2 separate regions of the Lactuca sativa genome follow, and region 2 is linked to region 1. The links are chromatin contacts, called in public Hi-C maps. All regions are on one chromosome and are shown on one strand. The core of a region is the stretch at or near the end of the contact, and the rest is flanking DNA. Distances in the headings are between cores, read along the strand shown. Region 1 holds the start of LOC111912020 (CSC1-like protein At3g21620). Region 2 holds the start of LOC111912029 (plant UBX domain-containing protein 4).

Region 1 (4,832 bases), core at 2,164-4,663:
AATTAAAGGTTGGTGAAGGGTTCATGAGTATGTTGGGCATACATTAGATACACACGGCATACTCATTGGCATGGCGTACACATGCATACTCAAGCCGGTTGATGACGCGCCTCCTGGCGCGGGCCAAGAGAAGGATCCTTGAACTGACGGTGCAACAGAAACACATCGTCATTTTATATAATTTTAATGTTTAAGATATTAAATATAAAAATTAAAATTACTAGAGACTAAAAGTACTAGAACTGGAGACCAATAACATGAAGAAGAAGAACATCATTTTCAATAAAGTTTTCTCCTTGTATTACAAGAATTTTTTTAAAAAATAGTATTAATTTTTAACTACATCGATAACATTACTATTGTCACATATATATAGAGATATTTGATAATTATGCTACTAAAAACGTCTCCCAACATGTCGTGACCAATTTAAATTCTCATAAATGTTATAAATATTGTTTTAAGGAAGTTTAATCGAATCTATTAATATTACAAACATTATGTTCAACCATCTTAATAAAAAGAAAAATTGACTTATCAGGGTAATTATATTTTTGTTTTGTTCACATTCGGATAATTTTTTTTTGTACACATCTAAGTAGCGAACTTGTTAGAAGTGTTCACATATGACCATTATGATCGGTTGTAACTTGCTACAGCCGGTCATATAGTCATATGTAAACACTTCCAACAAATTCGTTACTTAGATGTGTACAAAAAAATACTCAGATGTAAACAAAACGAAAATATAATTATCCTGATAACTCTCTTTTTTTTTTTTTTTTAATTTTGGAAGCCTTCACCAAAGCGAAGGATTTCTAGAATTCTAAGTTTTAGGGGTTTTTAGAAAGAAAAATTAAGCCCTTACCTTTTGAAATCCTAACTTCCAAATTCCATATCAACATTGAACCCAACATGAAATTTGAATGGAATTTAATTTCAAATCCTTCGAACCAAACGTTCCTTATTAATTTTTATTAAGAAACCAAATTTCAATCTTGAATCTCGGGGTTTTCCAACAAAATATTAATCCATATTTGAAGTTGGTTTTAAAAAACACTTGTTTAAGTTTAATCACATATATTGTACAAAAAACACATGTAGAAAAAACAAAATATTTATGAAAGTATGTTGTTATTCTATGATATTAACTTATTTAAAAATAAGTTATTGTTTTCCATAAAGTTACGAAAATACATTGCTTAAATGAACATATTAAAATATATTGACTTTGTACATGAAAATTGTATTGTCTCATATAAATATCATCTTAAATACATTATTGTTATATGTTTAATATTGTTAGTGCATGTGCATTGTAACTTTTGATGGTAGTGGGGTTGATGTGTTTCTTTGGAAGTATATCTATTGTATTTGTGCGTCGAAACCATCAAAATATATATTTTTCTTACAGAATATACATATTTAAGAGAATAGTTGCATGTATTAGGTATATTACATTACCAAATATTCATTTGCACGTTTTATGAAACATTCAGTTGATATATGATTGGTAGGCATTAAATTTACTTGTATTCTTAAATCAAGTTTTTTTTTATTATTTTTTTTAAACGACAAATCTAACATGCTCCTAAACTACACCTTAAATTCACCTATGTCCACGACGAGAGTTGAACTTTTACCTCAAGAAGGGAAGAAAACACAAGATACCGCTAGTATTTTAAAAGATTTCAAGTTTTGGTATTTTTACTCGAATTACAAGAATGAGTTTGTTTAAAAATACATGCTTAAAACTTTTATTTTAAACAAAAATTTATAATTTAGAAAGCTATTTCAACTAACTTTTAATAATTTTAAGAACTTTTAGTTTTTATATTTTATGTCATCATGTACCTTCAAAATTTTATAATTACATATTTCCAAACATTTCTATATAAATAATATTAAATCACAGTTTTGGTCTTTGTGTCTGCACATATACATATCTGTTAAGGTTATCAACATCGAGATCATATGATTGTTTTTCGTTTTGGGATTGTAAGATCCTACCAAAATCATTTTAAAACTTAAAAAATACATGCTCATCCATCAATTAACCATTCTACTAACAATAAATAGTTTAAAAATTGAAAATACATCAATATACGTAACTGAATAAAAAATTCAAATGAGTTTTTCTAAAGTTCATATTCGGATCACTTAGTCGATACAAGACAAACTATTAAAAACTAAAGAAAATGGTAACAATATTACGATCCCATCATACAATCCTATTATGATCCTACATAAACACATTCAAAGTAAGATCGAGATTGATTTACCTAAATGACATCATAGGATCGTATAACCTTACGAAGAGGATCACAATTTTAACAATTTAACTATCGGCAAGTTGAGTCAAAGTTTATAAAAATTATTGTGGCTCCTTCCATGGCTTCCAAAAGTTACATGTGTGGTCTCTAAGACTAACTCCATTAATTTTCAACCATTAGATGCATGTATAATGGTCATTATATCCCTTTTTATGTTATATTTTATATTCACATTATTAATAACTTTAGGAATCGTTTTTATAAAATAATAAAACAACACCCAAAGGATTTCAACAATCGACTATTACTACCACCCTTCTATCTTCCATAACTATCTCCTCCAATCTCCATATCCAGTATCAACCGTCTTCTTCATCTTCGTCGATGTCCCAATCAACACCTATGTGCTCTCTTTACCACCTCATCTCCTCCGGTTGTATCTTTATCTCATGTGGCCTTAAGACCGACCAATGATGGTGGTGGTGATTGGTGATAATGATGATTAGGCTTCAACACCGATCGTCGGTGTCCCAATTAACATCATTTTGCTTTCTCTAACCACCTATGGCCTCGTCATGCCTACCCTTCTTCTTTCCTTTCCATTCTGATTTAGGGTTAGGGTTATAGTTAGCTTTGTAGTCGAATATTGTTTTTGTTTTATCTTTCACTTATAGATATAAATTTTTCTTTAGGATTCAATTAAGTTTTGATTTTAGATTAGGCATTTAAATTTGGTTTAGGTTAAGGTCTATGAATATAATGGGGGTAGATAAGGCTTTTTTATTAAACAATTAAAATAAATATAACAAGAAAATGGAAAGATAGAAATTTTCATAAATAACTAAGGGACCAATTGTAAAAGATATCACAACCGATCAACTATAATAAATTTTAAAAATTTAGACTTAAACTTTAAATTGGTATAAACCACAAGAGTAATTTACTCTATAAATAAAAGCTTTTCCACTTAACAATTTTGATTCATCCTTATGCAATACAATAATACAATTACAATTGTCGTTAGTAAAAGATATCTTAGTATGAAAGTAAGAAAGTCCAACGGAGTCCATATAGAATATAGCCGTTACTACGATCCGATGCCACGTCTCTACAACTTTCAAACCCAAAAAGCCCACCGCCTTCCCCTTCACCTTCAACGAACGTTTACCAAATCACTCACTCTCTCTCTCTTTCACACACACACACACACACACACAAGTCCAACACCGCTATAATCAATTTCTTCCAGACGGATTCCTACACTCTGTGTATCGTCTTCATCAGCATCTTTCACAGGCTTCAAATCGACTAAAAGCGTCGAGTTTTGTTCGGCATCTGAAGGATTTTTACAAGTATATCGGGTACTAATTGGAGCACAAGTTTTGAAGATACCCGAACACAATCAGTACGTATCTACGATTTTTCCGTATATTTTGTGTTCGATTGTGATTATTCATCGATATGAATTCGTTTGAAACCCCCAGTTGATGCTGCGTAGAATTTACTTATTTCACTGGTTAAACAGGAAGCTCTTCTCATCATATTTCTACAATTATAACAAATTATTATCGACTTGAAGAACGAAACACGATAAAATATCGTCGAAGATCAATACAATTGTGATTTCTCACTGAATTTGAAAATTGTAGTGGTTGTAACTTGGAATTAGGTGTTAAATAGGATTCTGACAGTTTTTTTTTAATCAATCTTCTTCAGGTGAATACACAATTTTGTGAAGTAACATTATGGCTTCAAGTTCTGAAATAGGGCTTGCAGCTACCATAAACATCCTCACTGCATTTGCATTTTTGGTAGCATTTGCCATACTTCGGATTCAACCTATAAACGATAGAGTGTATTTTCCAAAATGGTATCTAAGGGGATTAAGGAGCAATCCACTTCAATCAGGTGCATTTGTGCAGAAGTTTGTAAACTTAGACTTCAGATCATACTTGAAGTTCCTCAATTGGATGCCTGCTGCATTACGTATGCCTGAGCCTGAGCTTATCGATCATGCCGGATTAGACTCTGTTCTTTACTTGAGAATTTACTTGACAGGGTATTCTTCCACTTCACCTTACTTTGTTTATAACTTTTACCAGATGCAATTAAGAATACTGATTAGTGTTCTTGATTTGTTGTTCATAATTGATATCAGATTGAAGATCTTTGTTCCAATAGCATGCCTTGCTTTCTCAGTTATGGTTCCAGTCAATTTCACCAATCGAACTTTGGAGGAATCTAAATTAACATATAGTGACATAGACAAGCTTTCAATATCCAACATTCCCACTGGATCAAACAGGTAATAATGACAACTTATTATATATTTTAAAAAGATTGAATCCCAATATAATTTTACAATATGTGTTGCAGATTCTTTACACATATAGTCATGGCATATGCCTTTACCTTTTGGACATGTTATATTTTAAAAAGAGAATATGAGATAGTTGCATCAATGAGGTTGCATTTTATCGCATCAGAAAACCGAAGACCCGATCAATTTACAGTAAGATTATTATAAAATCATATATATATATATATATATATATATAT
Region 2 (4,315 bases), core at 1,355-3,854, 630 kb before region 1:
TTGTTGCACACTTGTTTAATTGGTAAAATAGGCATGTTCTTAACTGGTTTTCTATTGTTGTGATTTGTTTAATTGGCATGATGGATAAAGTTGTATAACAGTCACCCCTAAAATAACTACATGCACATTGTTTGACCATTTATATGGAATAGGTTTTTGGTTGACGTACTTTGTCTTAATATGTAGACCATTTCATGTAGCCAAAAGTAATGACAATATATATATATATATATATATATATATATATATATATATATATATATATATATATATATATATATATATATATATATATATATATATATATATATATATATATATATATATACTATTTTCCATTTTACCAAATTTATAACATCATTTGGTTTGTCTAGCATTGTTACCTATTCATTTTCCTAATTCGTTCATTTATGCTCGAAAAAGGTGTCTATAATAGTATTATAGTACCATTATTGACCGGTACAAGTTAAACAGCCATTAAATTGCTATATTTTGTTTTTTTCGGTGCTTCTTATGCCTAACCTTTGAGTATTCATGTTCCATGAGATTCATTCACATTATATGCACATAACCATATTTAGTACATTTCTTTCATTTACATCACAAAAATATATGCAAATTTTCCTTCACATTATATGGATATCACCATTTATACCATTTCATGTACCCAAAATGCTTTCATTTATCGAGAAACAAAATACAAATCATTACAACATTCAAGTTTTGCAAATATAGCAAGTTTTTTCAGGTAATACCCGATATAGCTTACACATATCAACTATGCCATATGTATTTTTTAAATGAAAATATAGCAAGTTTTTTCAGGTAATACCCGATATATTTGAACTCGAATTCGTACCCGATATACTCAAACCCGCATAGCTGAATTTCAATGCAAGGTCGGTTATCGATTATGTTTTTTATTTGAAAAACCTAGACTACCCGAAAGTTATACTCGAACAATTCAAAGGGTGAGCATTTGGACCAAAACCAGTTTAACAAAAATAAGTGGACCGTGGATTAGACTTATGAAGGCAGGAGGCTTATCGGGTCCAGTCTGGGCCAGGTTTTCCGGTTTTTGTACTCGTTGGACTGGTACAACTTTAAATGCATATGATACAGGTCGTTGAAGCCCTATGAAAAGTTAGTTTTTGATGTTAAAGTTAAATTTATCTATTACGAGACTTAAGAGTTAAGACGAATACATTTTTTGGGTTTGAATGTCCGTTTTAGAGAAAAAAAAAGTTATGATTACTTAAACTGCATGCCAAAATGACTTCAAACGAATGTTGTATGCATGTTTTAAAATTTTCATAGGAATACAGAAAAAAGTTGAAAAGCTGAAAAATTTCGGCTTTGATATTCCAACTTCAAGGGACAATAAGTTATTGAATATAAAACAAAAAACAAAAAAGTTATAGTCTAAAATCATGTACAAACTTTAAACTACATGTTAGAAAAAACCACACACAAAAACGTCTTCAAATGAATGATACACATATTTTAAAATTTTCATAGAATACAAAATACAAAAAAATAGTTGAACAACTGAAAAATTCCAGTTTCTGATATCTCGATTTCAAGGGATTGTAAGTCATTGAAGATAAAACTAAAAACGATAAAATTATAGTCTAAAATCATATATAAACATTAAGTTACACAATAGATAAAACCGCATCTCAAAACAAACTGAAACGAATGATATATGCATGTTTTAATTTTTCACACAATACAAAATATAAAAAAAATATCTGAAAAACTGAAAAATTTCAGCTTTGATAACCTGACTTTGAGGATTGTAAGTCATTAAATATAAAAAAAACAAAAAAACAAAAGTAGAGTCTAACTCATATACAAACACTAAGCTACACGCTCAATAAAAATTACATGCTAAACCGACTTTGAATGAATGAAATGCATGTTTTAATTTTTTCACAAAATACAAAATACAAAAAACTAAAAATCTTATATAACTTTAAAATAAATAATACTTCATTTAAATTTTCAGTCCAAACCGGTTTTGCACCCGGACCTGGCTGGACCGGCCCAATTTTTTACAGAAGCTATTTTTTTGCATGATACAAAGAACTGAGAACCAGCTCTATCTAATAAATCGGTCCAAATTCGGTTCCGGTCCATGTCCAATTTCCAGTCCGGTCTGATATAGTCTATATGTCCAAATACTCACCTCTAATTTAGATCACAAAACACATGAAAACACCACAAACATTACTAACAAGAAAGAGAACACAAAAAATGAACAACAAACATTACTCAAAAGAAAGAGAACACAAAAAATGGAACATGATTTGAATTTTGTTCTTGGACCTCAACAATCTTGGAATAATGTTGACATAAGGCATTCTGGCATATCGGCCCACCCAATGAAACTTCATCTTGATCCAAACCTTGAACATCTTTGGATTCTTCTTATATGTTGATTTGAGGTTAGTCCATGATGTAACATGATCGTCTCACTTACAAATAATCACTTACAAATAACCAAAATTGTATCGGAAAAGTTGAATCTCAAATCCAATACCCGGCCCATGTGTGATGGAGCGGGTCAATGGGATCTATCATATATACCCGGCGAGACTGATACGTGAACTCTCACGCAAGAAAACCAAGAATGGAAGACACACCGGCAACCAACATCGGCGGAGACGCTCACCAGGAAATGATCGCAGCATTCTCAGAGATTACTTCTGCTACCAAAGAAGAAGCCTCCTTCTTCCTCGAATCGCACAACTTCGATCTCGATTCCGCCGTCTCCACCTTCTTCGAAACCGCTGCCGCCGTAGAAGAGGCTCCTGTGTCTGCCTTACCTGGCCGAAACCCTAACCGGCCTTCTGATACACATTCCCCTTCATTCTCTCCGTCGTCTTCTCCGTCTCGCTCCCGATCAGCCTCCCCACCTCCTGCTATTGGTTTACAAAATCCTTACAATCTACGATCTAGGAACACCGCTACGGATAAGAAACCATCAGGTAGTCGGTCTACTGGACGCATACGGACTTTCTCAGATCTGAATCGACAGGGCGATGACTCCGGAAGTGACTCCGATGAGCCCCAGGAGTATTATACCGGTGGTGAAAAGAGGTAAATAATGTAGGGTTCATCCGTTTATTAGGTTTCCGTCCATGAGTTGATTGACAAGGAAATTAGTGCAAACAGAACAAGATCTCTTTGCTAATCTTATCTTTATACATTCAATTGGAGTTTCATATCATAATCTACATTTGATTCATATTAACGATGATGTATCATGCAGATTAACACATGATGAGTGATCAGTTTCTTGACATTGGTTCTTTCACGATGATTCATATCAATTAGTATCTTGATTGTGCTCTACTTCAATAATGTTTCAAGTGCTTCATCGAAACACAACCAAATCCGATAATCTGACATTTATTAATGATTGCAGTGGAATGCTTGTTCAAGATCCATCAAGGGTAAATGATGTGGAATCATTGTTCAATCAAGCTCGACAAGCAGGAGCAGAAGAAGGAACACTCGAACAACTCCAACCATCTTCAAGCTCCAGAAGCTTTGCAGGAAGAGGAAGATTACTATCTGGAGAGACAACATCAGCCACTCCTCAAGTCTCTGAACCTGATGTTCATACTCACACCATCACTTTCTGGACCAATGGTTTCACTGTTAACGATGGCCCTTTGAGAAGACTCGATGATCCCCAAAATGCATCTTTCTTGGAGGTACCATATTAAGTTAATAACTTCTCTTCCTTTTTCCCAATTCCCATTTTACCCTTACATGATGTGTTCTCTAATGTTCTTTAACAGAGCATAAGGAAGTCTGAATGTCCAGAAGAGCTTAGGCCTGCAAAAGGAAGAGCTCCTGTTCATGTCAGTCTTGTGAGGAAGCTTGAAGACTTCCCTGTTAGTAATCTTTCCTAATTCTTCATTTCTTCTACAAAACTCTCTTCTTGAATACATTCTCACATACATGTATGTTCATGTTCATGTTCATACACAGGTTCAGAAACAACGCCACACTGCGTTTGTGGGTGTGGGTAGAACCCTAGGCACCACCACCACCACTTCATCAGAAGACGCCACCATTACACCGCCGCCTGCCACCGCTGCACCAACCCCACTGGCGGGGCTAGTGGTGGATGACGCACTACCTTCAACCTCAATTCAACTGAGATTGGGCGATGGGACCCGTATGGTTTCTAGATTCAATTTCCACCACACGATTGGTGATATCCGATCTTTCATTGATGCATCAAGGCCTGGAGGATCTAGGGTTTATCAGCTTTTGACAATGGGGTTCCCGCCAAAGCAGC

Evidence for each region. Hi-C and Micro-C count contacts between places; a contact is called where the count stands out from the background.
Region 2: a Hi-C map of leaf shows a contact between it and region 1, with 8 times the contacts expected there. The contact joins the promoter of LOC111912029 here to the promoter of LOC111912020 in region 1. A contact is called at or near these places in 3 of 4 Hi-C or Micro-C datasets (leaf and seed).

What each region holds. Positions count from the first base shown.
Region 1 is chr7:169,802,820-169,807,651 of Lsat_Salinas_v11, reverse strand. It overlaps LOC111912020 (CSC1-like protein At3g21620), which reads left to right and starts at 3,413. Exons shown (of 10, transcript XM_023907779.3): 1 at 3,413-3,678; 2 at 3,990-4,578; 3 at 4,650-4,785. The coding sequence starts at 4,019.
Region 2 is chr7:170,431,226-170,435,540 of Lsat_Salinas_v11, reverse strand. LOC111912029 (plant UBX domain-containing protein 4) reads left to right here and starts at 2,604. Exons shown (of 4, transcript XM_023907786.3): 1 at 2,604-3,102; 2 at 3,431-3,722; 3 at 3,810-3,905; 4 at 4,003-4,315. The coding sequence starts at 2,633.